Regions from separate parts of the Arachis hypogaea genome. Here region 2 is linked to region 1. A link is a contact called in public Hi-C data. All regions are on one chromosome and are shown on one strand. The core of a region is the stretch at or near the end of the contact, and the rest is flanking DNA. Distances in the headings are between cores, read along the strand shown. Region 1 holds the start of LOC112696843 (protein DETOXIFICATION 21). Region 2 has its middle 16 kb from the start of LOC112700303.

The links. A called contact is a pair of places that touch in the nucleus more often than the background predicts.
Region 2: a contact with region 1 is called in a Hi-C map of an unstated tissue, with 3 times the contacts expected there. The contact joins the enhancer-like site here to the promoter of LOC112696843 in region 1. A contact is called at or near these places in 2 of 8 Hi-C or Micro-C datasets (leaf and an unstated tissue).

Annotation. Positions count from the first base shown.
Region 1 is chr6:87,303,435-87,308,831 of arahy.Tifrunner.gnm2.J5K5, forward strand. LOC112696843 (protein DETOXIFICATION 21) reads right to left here and starts at 3,852. Exons shown (of 8, transcript XM_025749744.3): 1 at 3,111-3,852; 2 at 1,846-2,384; 3 at 1,641-1,727; 4 at 1,476-1,532; 5 at 1,146-1,384; 6 at 675-793; 7 at 496-582; 8 at 106-401. The coding sequence starts at 3,377. The coding sequence ends at 315.
Region 2 is chr6:87,414,926-87,420,628 of arahy.Tifrunner.gnm2.J5K5, forward strand. No RefSeq gene overlaps it. Among protein-coding and RNA genes, the nearest start is that of LOC112700303, 16 kb to the right of the region's middle. Within about 2 kb of position 4,111, at least 1 of the 3 cell types and tissues checked has open chromatin away from gene starts, as enhancers often do.

The sequences.
Region 1 (5,397 bases), core at 2,602-5,101:
AATGTTTTATCTAAATAAATAAACAATTAAGTGGATATCATTGTACCCCTAATAATTTAAACCAAAAAAGGGGCAGATAGCGAAACACTGCATAGGAGTTCAGAGTGGAGCTCAAAATTCTCTTGATACTTTATTTCTTGTCCCTTTGTTCATACCAAAAGATAAAACATTATATAATAGAGGGACGAAATTAAAGAACATAAGTCCATTAATTTTCAATGCAAAACTTGCAATTAATAAAATTAATAAATAACAATACACATTCTACAATATTAATCCTTAGCTGCATTTGACTGAAATGTTAGGCAACAAAATTAACTTTCTGATGAATCCGGTTTTGATTCATGATCGAGGCCATCCATTTTAGCCCACTTGCTAATTCTTGAACGAGCTATGACCACCTGCACAAAACCATAATCAATTAATTATTTCATAATGATCATTAGTTCATAATTATAATCATAGCAGAGTTAGAATATTGAGGTCAATTTGAACCTGCTCATCCCAGTTAGTTTTGTAGGTGATTATAACAAGCACTACGGTTTGAATAAAAGTTCCAAACAACATTCCAACCCAAATTCCCTGCACAAGTGGAAAGAGATGTAGAATTTGATTATGCAGCAGAAATTTGAAGTGCAATTTGGAAAAACAAGAGTTTCAGGTTAAAATCCTACCTCGACTTGCAAATCAAGAACATGACCAAGCACAATACCGACAGGAATTCCAATGAGGTAATAGCAACCTATGTTAACATAAGCAACAATGCTTTGCCAACCGGCTCCAATCGCAACACCTATAGAAACCATATGAACGATTAAATGACTTCCCATTTACCTTTTTGTCTGTCACTGTTACTTTCTGAATAAGCTTCTCTAAAGTGAGAGAGTAAAGTGATAAAATGAGTAGTTAATCCCTCTTAAATTAAGATAATGGGATCCATATATGATGAAAATTACAAGTTCAATGGTGATTTACCCTTTACTTTATCACTTTACCAATATCATCACTTTAGAGGATCTAAATTCTACCTTCTAGTATATCTTTGGATTATTGTATCTCGACACAATCCCATAGTAACAAAACTGGCAAAGTAATTTGCTTTTCTAATGTAAGATTGTAAGAACAATGAAGCTTGTGAAGAATACCTGAGAGTACGGGCTGAACGCTGTTTAGTAATATAGAGACTGATAACAATGGTGACAAATTACCGACTGCCCGGGCAACATTCTCATCTGTGGTAAATATGTAAGCAAGTCGTTCCCTAAACAACAAGAAGAATACAAACAGAAAGAACCCAATGGCCAATGATGTTAGCACAGTCACTAGGATCGAGAACTTGGCAGCCTTGGCACTTCCTCTTCCAAGCTCATTCGCCACTCGTACGCTGCAAATTATGTAAGCTGGAGTTAATTTTCCATTCTAAACTTTACTAAACATGGGAAAATAAGATTGGTAGGTCAATATAACGTTAGTACCTAGCAGCAGCCATGAACCCAAGTGATATCATCATTTCCCATCCATTGATGTTAAGACTGTAAAGAAACAAGATTTGTCAAAAGTCCATTACAATTTACACACCAAATCAATACAGCTAACAACACAACATATGAATTCTAATGAATTAATGTTTAAGGAATTACCATATAGACAGAGCATCGATTTCCACCTCTGCATTTCTCAGGTTACCTGTCAAAAGAACCAATATTGTGTTGTACCATAGCTCAAGACTGTAAAATACATCCAATTTGATCGAGTTAGGAAGACATAAAAGAAATTAAGATACTCAAACTTCTATTGTCTACTCCATTCAAGGTGTCATTCACAAAGAATTGAAAGAAAGCTCACCACAACATGGCACCGGATGAAAGCGAAAGCTTAACAACAGGCCAAAGGTCTTTGAATGCCAAGAATGAGAACCCATGCCATGTTTGCTTGCACCAACCGAAAATGAATATCAGTTGACCAAAGTTGGGAATCCAATACGCCAAACTAGTGGAGGTCATTGCACCAGGAAGACCCAATTTGTACTTCATAGTGGTAAGCCAAGAAAGGAAGATGTGAAGGATTATCGAGAAAGCTGCCAAGAAGGCGATAATGACGTTCTTGCTTTGCGACTGCAGGAATGTCTGGGTAGTGAAGGATACGATAAAGGCAAACATGATAGGAATTGACCAAAGTGAAATGGTTCCTGACACTTGTGCTATTGTTTCGTCTTGGCCCAAGAGGCTTAAAATTGGGGTGGTGAAGATGAACACCGGAAGAAGAATCAGTGAAGTCAGGAACAAAACAATCCATGATCTTTGAAGGTAAACTCCCATCATGCCATATTCCTTTGCACCGTATGCTTGACCACACAGTGTTGACAAAGCACTCGCCATTCCTAACTGCAATCATTGTAATAAAATCGGAGGAAGAACTTGGTAGTGTTAATAGGGACCATATTATGATTGCAATTGTATTTGCAGTACAAACATGTCAAGACAATTCAACAAAATAAATTCATAGCATAGTTTAAATTGAAACACAAAATACAAACAAGAAAGCACGGACAAAACCCTTGAAGTCACACCATTTTGATTGTTCTGATACCAGAAGTTCAAAAGCTTGAAATCTTTTTTTTTTCCTTTTTTCATTTCAGAAAATAACAGGAATCACTATTGATTGATGGCAGAAGTTGAAGCACGCCCAAAAATATTACAGAATTAAAAAAAATTAAATTTTAATTGATGAAGCACAGGAGAATCCTCCAGATTCCTTTTAACACAAATATTGTTCCGTCCCCAAAATAAAAATTAAAGAAAAAAAAGAGAGAAGAAGCTCTTTTTGTCAAATTTATTTAATTAAAAATAAAGAAAATTTTAGCAAGCCAGAAAATTTGACAGAATATTATGTAGAAAAAAAAAAACACAAAATTAACCTCTCCTGTCTTTTTTTAATTCTCCCCGAAAATTTTTACAGCCTGGAGCTCAGAATCCATCACATGGTTCGGCAATAATTTTTGCCCAACCAGAATACTCCGATTTCCGAGTATAAACCATCACGGAAAAAAAATTTAAAAAACTAACTGCAAAAGGTAAATTAGGTGAAAACTGAAAAAGATGAGAACATACCAGAATCCCGTTAGCGAACCTGATAAGAACGGTGTAAACAAGAGCGAAAGCAGCGAGTTCCTTAGAACCAAGATGTCCAACAAACGCTTGGCTTATAACTTGGATTCCAAACGTGGAAGCTCTTGTGAATATGGCTGGCGCCGCCACTATCCACATCTTCTTGCTCTCTTCCCACACCCTCCTAACCAGTGACAAGCCCTCTTCCTCTTCTACTCCTCCTGAAGAAGGCAGCAGCAGCTTCTGCTTCAGATCACCCTCCATTTTCATCTTCAGACTCTACTACTACTATGATGCTGCTTGGAGTGGCCAATGGATGGACATGCAGAAAACAAGAGTAGAGGCGTTGGTCCACGATACAAGAAGGTGAAGCGTTTCTATTGTTTTGTTTCTAGAAGGATTTCTTTTCCCTGTAGCTGCGAGCGAGGAAGGAAGCGAGTTCGGGTTTGGCAACAAAGGAGAAAGGAATCAGGAGATGGCAGAGAGCAGTGTAGTTGCAGGACTCTCTCTCTCTCTCTGATGGGAAATGAAATTTTAATTCGTTACTTATATTGAATTAATAAAACGTGTTGGAGTAGTAGCTGGATGGAATGGCTTCTTTGCCCCCTTACGTGGATCTCCCAACTACCTCTTCTTCTTTATTTCAATTTCTTTGTTTTATCGGTATCCATGAATGCATTGATACCAACTCTATGCTACACTTAGAGCATCCCCCATATTAATTCTAATTTTTTTTTAGCTCTCTTATAAAAATATTTATGGGATTCATAAATAATAATCTAAAATTAAAAATAAAATTTATTTTTTTAATATTTAATATTAGTTCAATTAAAATTTTATATTATTTTATTAATATAATTTTACGAATGATAAAATTTTATTAATTTTTTATTAAACTAATATTATATTTTTAAAGTAATATCAGTTTTATTTCATAAATCAATTCTAATATAAATTTTAATTATAATTCAATTCATTTCTTAAAAATATTAAAAGTGATATTATAAAAATATTTTATTAGAAATGTTCTTAGATGCTTAGAAAAAGGTATTTGAATTTTAATTTTGAAACTTTGAGTAAATTATTATTTTTGATGAACAATATTATCTACACACCAAAAATAATTAATAAATTAGTTATATATATGTATATTTGTATATAAATAAATATATTATTTAATTTATTTTTAATATATATTTAATATTTTAGTATGGCTGATTTAATTATAGAAAATTTTTTCATTTTATTGTTATAAATACAATGTGAAATTTAAAATTTTAATACGTATATAAACAAATAAGTGAACAACAATTAATGAATACTAAATAAGATAAGTTATGACTGTTTTTGGCTAATTTTTTTGTTACCAAATATTTTCGAATAAATTTGCTAGGATACTCAACTTTAATTAGAACATAACTAGTTCCACGAGTTAAAATTGCAATGACATTGCACGCAAATCATATTGGGCTAATATGTGTGTTTGTAAGTTTACCGAAAACTAGATGAAAGAGATTGGGACTCGTAACTCTAATATCGAACGATGAATAGAGAAAAGTGGAGGTGGTACTGCATTAATATTTTGACGTCTAAGTCAGAATATATTCAAAAGGGTGAAGATAATTAGAGTTATGTTTATATTTAATTTGGGAGAACCTTTGACTTTTTATTTATATATAATGATTTTAAGAATCTGTTAAGAATCTCTTAATGTGAGGGATTAGTGAGATTCACCTCGTCTCAATACTTAAGGAGTTGTTAATTATGAGATTAGGATGGATATCGATCCAAATCTTACCTTTTTCGAGCTTGGATGATCCTCTTTTAGTGGATCCTCCGTGATGGATTGAGTTAGTAGACCTTAAAAGGAAATCAGAATCTTAGTTTAGAATAGTGTGTTAAAAATGCACATAAATCATCATATTCTACGACGATTTATGTTTAAAACTTCAATCACATTTAAGTTGTGACGATTTATGAGTATACAATAAGAAATTATAGTATATAAATCATGGTAGGATCCTACTATTTACATATCAACATAAGTAACAATAGCCTAACACGATTAATAAAAAAAGAATCAACTCTTAATACCTAATAAAGATTTACGCTCGAAATAAATTTATAAATTTGAAATACAACACAAAGCAATCAATCTGCTTAAAACATTTAGCAAAAGAGAGAAAACATGTCTAAGAGTCTATATACATTAATCTATTACCATGAAAAAATTGATGAAGACACGAGTCAGAATGTTAATTTCTTTAGTAAGAAATAGATTGATGTGTTT
Region 2 (5,703 bases), core at 2,861-5,360, 110 kb after region 1:
ATTAGAGTTTAATTTTAATTTATTAACAGTGTAAAATATTTTATATAATTATTTAATTATGTCTGTTTTTTTGGATAATTATTTACGCGAATACAATCAATATAAAAAGTAATTATTTTTTATGATATGGTATTACGTAATTAGATATATATGTAAAATTATATACTAACAATGTATCAAAATTTAATTCTAAAAATTAAAAAATATATATAAAATAAATATTTTAACATAAAATTTAAAAGTTATTTTTTTAATATGGAATAAATATAATTTTTTAATAGGAGCACACATATATTTATATATATACCTTTTATATTTTTTATAAAATATTAGTAGAGGCATTTGTTCTCATAAATTAAAATATAAATCGGTCCTGTTAGTAATTGAGTGGAGAAAAGGAGGAGGAAAAAGAAGAGCAGGAGGCGAAGGATAGATTTTAACGAGAGTGAGCTTAATAATAATAATAATAATAATAATGATGAATGAATGAATGGATGGATGAATGATTGATTGATTGTAGGTGAAAATTTCTTTGCTTAGGTGACTGGAAGATATATAAGGGGTAGAAGATGGAATGGGATGGGATGGTGGTTGCAGTGTTGATGATGATGTTGGAGGAATAGGGTGAATTCGGGGTGGTGTGATAACGAAGATAATATTATATTAAATAGGGACAAAATTGAAAAAATATTTTTGACTTAACAGTTAATTATTATAAAATTAAGAGAACGCATAAAATTAAAATTTATTTAAAACGTTAAGAATGAAATTGAATCGAATTAAATTTTAAAAATATTTTTAAAAAATTTTAAAAACGTTAAAAATAAAAAATATATTTTATTTTATATTATACATCACTTTCAAAAATTTTAAAAATATTTTTAAAAAGTTTTAAAAATGTTAAAAACAAAAAATATATTTTACTCTATATTATAGATTATTTTCAAGAATTAAGAATATGAGTTACTTAAAAATTTTGCTTATAAATAATTAGAAGTACTCTACTAAGTCTACTAATAATAATATGTTTGACATAGAAATCTTTTAAAAAATAGAATATAAATATTTAATTTCATTTTAAATTATATAATTTTATCAATGAATAATTTGTTCAACTTTATATATATATATATATATATATATATATATATATATCTTATTTTAAACATTTTTGCATTAAAAATAATTAAAATTTTCAATTAACTTTGACTTTATAATTTAAATTTTTTAATTTTGATAGTAATTATTTTTTATATATTTTTTTAAAAAGATAAATACTTGGTGTATTTTCATATATTAAGTATTAACTCGTGTCTTAGTTTAATAATAAAGACAAGGTACGAGAGTCAATGATGGAGAACGCCGGACCAAAATAGTGGGGGCATTGGTGTAGGCGAAGGATAGAGAAATCTGATTAGGAGTTGTGTTGTTCTTCTACTAAATTAATTAATACGAAAAATTCTTCATCAGATGCAGAGTGTATCTCCAAACCAAAAAGAGCTAAGGACGAGTCATTAGTAATAGTAACAGAGTATACCACTTCTCCCTATAAAGGAGGGGGATTCTAGATTTCTAGGATAAAAATTTTCCATAAAAATTTTAGAGTAAAGTATTATTTTTGTCCTTAACGTTCGGGGTAAGTTTTAAAGTTGTCTCTAACGTTTCAATCGTCCTATTTAAGTTCCTAACGTTTTAAAATAGACTTAATGTTGTCCTGCCGTTAGGGATTCGTTAATAAAATTGACGGCGGGACAAAATTGAGACGATTTTAAAACGTTAGGAACTTAAACATGACGAAAACGTTGGAGACAAAAACGATAGATAGAAATAAATTTTAATTTTATTCTTCAATAATATCAAATTTTTACTGTATATAGTATTCAATTATTTTAATCACATTTACACTTAATTACGTTACTTTCATTCTAAATAATTTTTTTTTAATTTTACACTTTCATTCTAAATAAATAATGTAATGTGATTAGAATGAAATAAAGTGTAAAATTAATATATATATATATATATATATATATATATATATATATATATATATATAAGTAATGTGATTAAGTAATGAAAGTAAAATTATATTATTTATTTAGAATAAAAGTATAAAATTTATTTATTGATAAAAAAATTATATTACTTTAAGCATAAAATTATAAAAAAAAATTAATTTATTTATAATGAAAGTGTAAAATTATAAAAAAAATATAAGTAATGTGATTAAGTAATGAAAGTTAAATTACATTATTTAGAATGAAGTGTAAAAGTTATTTATTTATAAAAAAATTACATTAATTTAAATGTAAAATTATAAAAAATTAATTTATTTAGAATGAAAGTGTAAAATTGTTAAAAAAGTTATAAGTATTGTGATTAAGTAATGAAAGTAAAATTATATTATTTAGAATGAAAATGTAAAATTTATTTATTTATAAAAAATTACATTACTTAAAATTTATTTATTTATAAAAAATTGCATTACTTTAAGAATAAAATTATAAAAAAATTAATTTATTTAGAATGAAAGTAATGTGATCAACTATAATTTAAAAAATAATTGAATATTATGTACAGTAAAAATTAATATTATTGAAGGATAAAATTAAAATTTATTTTTATGTATCGTTTTTGTCCCCAACGTTTTCGTTCTATTTAAGTCCCTAACGTTTCGAAAGCGTCTCAATTTTGTTCCGCCATCAATTCTATTAACGGATCCCTAACGACAGGACAACATTGTGTCAATTTTGAAACGTTAGGGACTTAAATAGAACGATTGAAACGTTAGGGACAACTTTAGGACTTACCCAAACGTTAAGAATAAAAACGATACTTTACTCAAAATTTTATTATAAACTATATGTTTTTTAATTTTGGCTTTTCATAATAAAAGATTTAATCAATTTATTTGTTTCTATATTTTATGTTTTTATCCCTATTCTCATTAATAATACACTCGCCCCTAACAATTATCTCAAAAGGACAATGAGATTTTCAAAAAAAAAAAATCCAATCTGACTCTGATTTTTTTTTTAGGACTGATTAATCCTTATACCAAAAAAAAATAATATTAATTTTTTTTAACATACAGACTAATCAATCCCATAAACATAAAATTTAATAACCAAATTAAATATTTTTTTTATCAAAAACCTCGTTTCCTTGTAAGATAATTATAAGTGACTATTTTAAATTTTTCTCTTAATAATAATGGGCCTAACGGTGGTGCAATGTATGAGTATTTTCATTGTGTCCCCCCTTCTTGATTCCCCAATTTGAAGGATAAAATATAGGGATTTTAAATGTCAAGAAATAGACATTTTTGTCCTGCTACGACTATATAATCATTCTTCTCTTTAAAAATTCTTTAAACAACATTTAATTATTTTTTTTTCCATTTCACTCCATGCCATTCTCCCTTTTCTTTCTTTCTCTTTTTTTTTTCTTTTTTTTTTTCAACATAGCTTTACTTTCATTTAGCTTAACAGTCGTACTAACTTTCCGATGATCACCAGAACATGGCCAACTATCAAAAAAGAAAATCAGCTATTAACAAACACACATTGCATGCATGATGCGGATAAGTAAAGTAACTAGATAATTAATAATTTTGTTATGAAAGTGAACCAAAGATAAGCCACATGTAATTATAACATTTCATAGTACTATTATTTAATTTTTATTCCAAATTTTGTTTTCAATATTACCACAAATAAATTAATTAATTAAAACTTAGTCATATATTTTCTTGATTTCCTTTATCAAATTTTGTTTGTCGATCATATCTTAATTATATATTTTTTTAAATAAAAACTGTTTAAATTTTTGCAGATAATGCTGGTGAGATAAGCCTAGGCACAAAGAAAACACATACACATATATGGAAAATAGCACACAACTAAAAGGTAGAAAGAAGCAATATATATTGCGATTCTTGTTCTCTCTTGTGATTTTGACGTTCAAGGGACAAAAGTGAATTTATACGACCATGATATAAAGCCAAAGAATGTTTAATTTTATTAGAATTATTTGTCAAGTTGCATGAATTATAAGAAGAGCACAAGTCAAACACGACCCATTAGATACGTCGTATATTGCAGCTACACGTATCGAAATGTAGTTATGCGCATACGTAATTATATGATGGAGATAACAGGATGATAGAGACACGTAGTGTTTCTTTTTTGTTGATCAAAAATACTACACGTCTTTTAAAATTCAGCATTTCGTCAATTTTTTAATTTAATAATATCATTTAATTATTTTTAAATTAAAACACATCTGTTTTTAGATAAATAAATTATTAATTAGATTTAATTTAAATTTTATTAACTAAAATTTCTCTAACTTTTTATTAATATAATAAAGTAGTTACTTTATTTTTTTATTTTTTCTTTCTCTTTATTGTAAGGTCGTTATTAATTTATCACCATATTTTTTTTTCGGACGTTCTCTCTCGTACAACATGATATCATACAACTTTTTCTCTTAGAGTGAAATTTTCTGCTATTAACACATTTAAAATTAACACGAACAATATAAACACATATCCAAAATTAAATATTTATACATCTAAATTATATTAATATTACAAATTCCACATAAATAGAATAGTATAAAAAAATTCTTAACACAAACACATAAAAAAACACCATAAACATATTTAATATTACGCATGGATTAAAAGAATAAAACTTTTTATTATTAAAAAAAAGAAAATTTTCTATAAACACAAAAATTGTGAAAGAAATAATAAATTCTAAATCAAATAAAATAGTACAAAAATAAAACATTCTTAATATAAACACATTTAAAATAAATACCAGACACATATAAAATTATACATAAATTAAAAAGATAGAATATCTTATTAATCAGAAAAAAGGAATATATGAGATATAAAAAATTCTACTAACCACCACATTCACACGTCCAAAATTCGAAGGAGGTGAGGCTATTAAAATTCGTTAACGGAGGAAGCAGTGGATCAACGGAGGAGGCGCGGGGAAGTGCATATCACCGGGATAGGTGCGCATCGCCGATAGAGGATATCGTCGCAGAGGAGGTGCGCGGCCTAGGAGAAGACAAACGCAGCGACATATGAGGAGGAGAAGACGAACGCAACTCTGGATTTTTACTGAGAAAAGGTTTTACCGTGAAAATCTGATTTGGAATATTTTAGAATTTTATTTGGGATATGTTAGTGTTTACAAGATTTAAATTTTAGTTAATCTGATTTTGTAGATTTGTATTTAAATTAAACAATAAATTTATTTGGATGTGTTTATTTTATTTTTTTAGGTTAATGTAACAAAAAGATCGAATAACGAACTAATTTAAAGAATACCTAGTTATACTGTTATTTATTAAAAGTACAGAAATTAATATTGTTATATATTGAGATGAGACCTGTTTTGTATTTTGATACGTACTCTACATTATAAGTATACAAACAATAGTGCTAATAGGCCAGTAAATTTTTTATTTTTTGACCAACAAACAACCAGTATTCGTATTTTTCACACCAAATAAAAAAAAGCCCAAATGCATATAGAGAGCGTGAGTACACGCTCTTTACCTCACTCTCTCTCTCTCTCTCTCTCTCTCTCTCTCTCTCTCTCTCTCTCTCTCTCTCTCTCTCTCTCTCTCTCTCTCTCTCTCTCTCTCTCTCTCTCTCTCTACACTTTTGCAATGCACCCT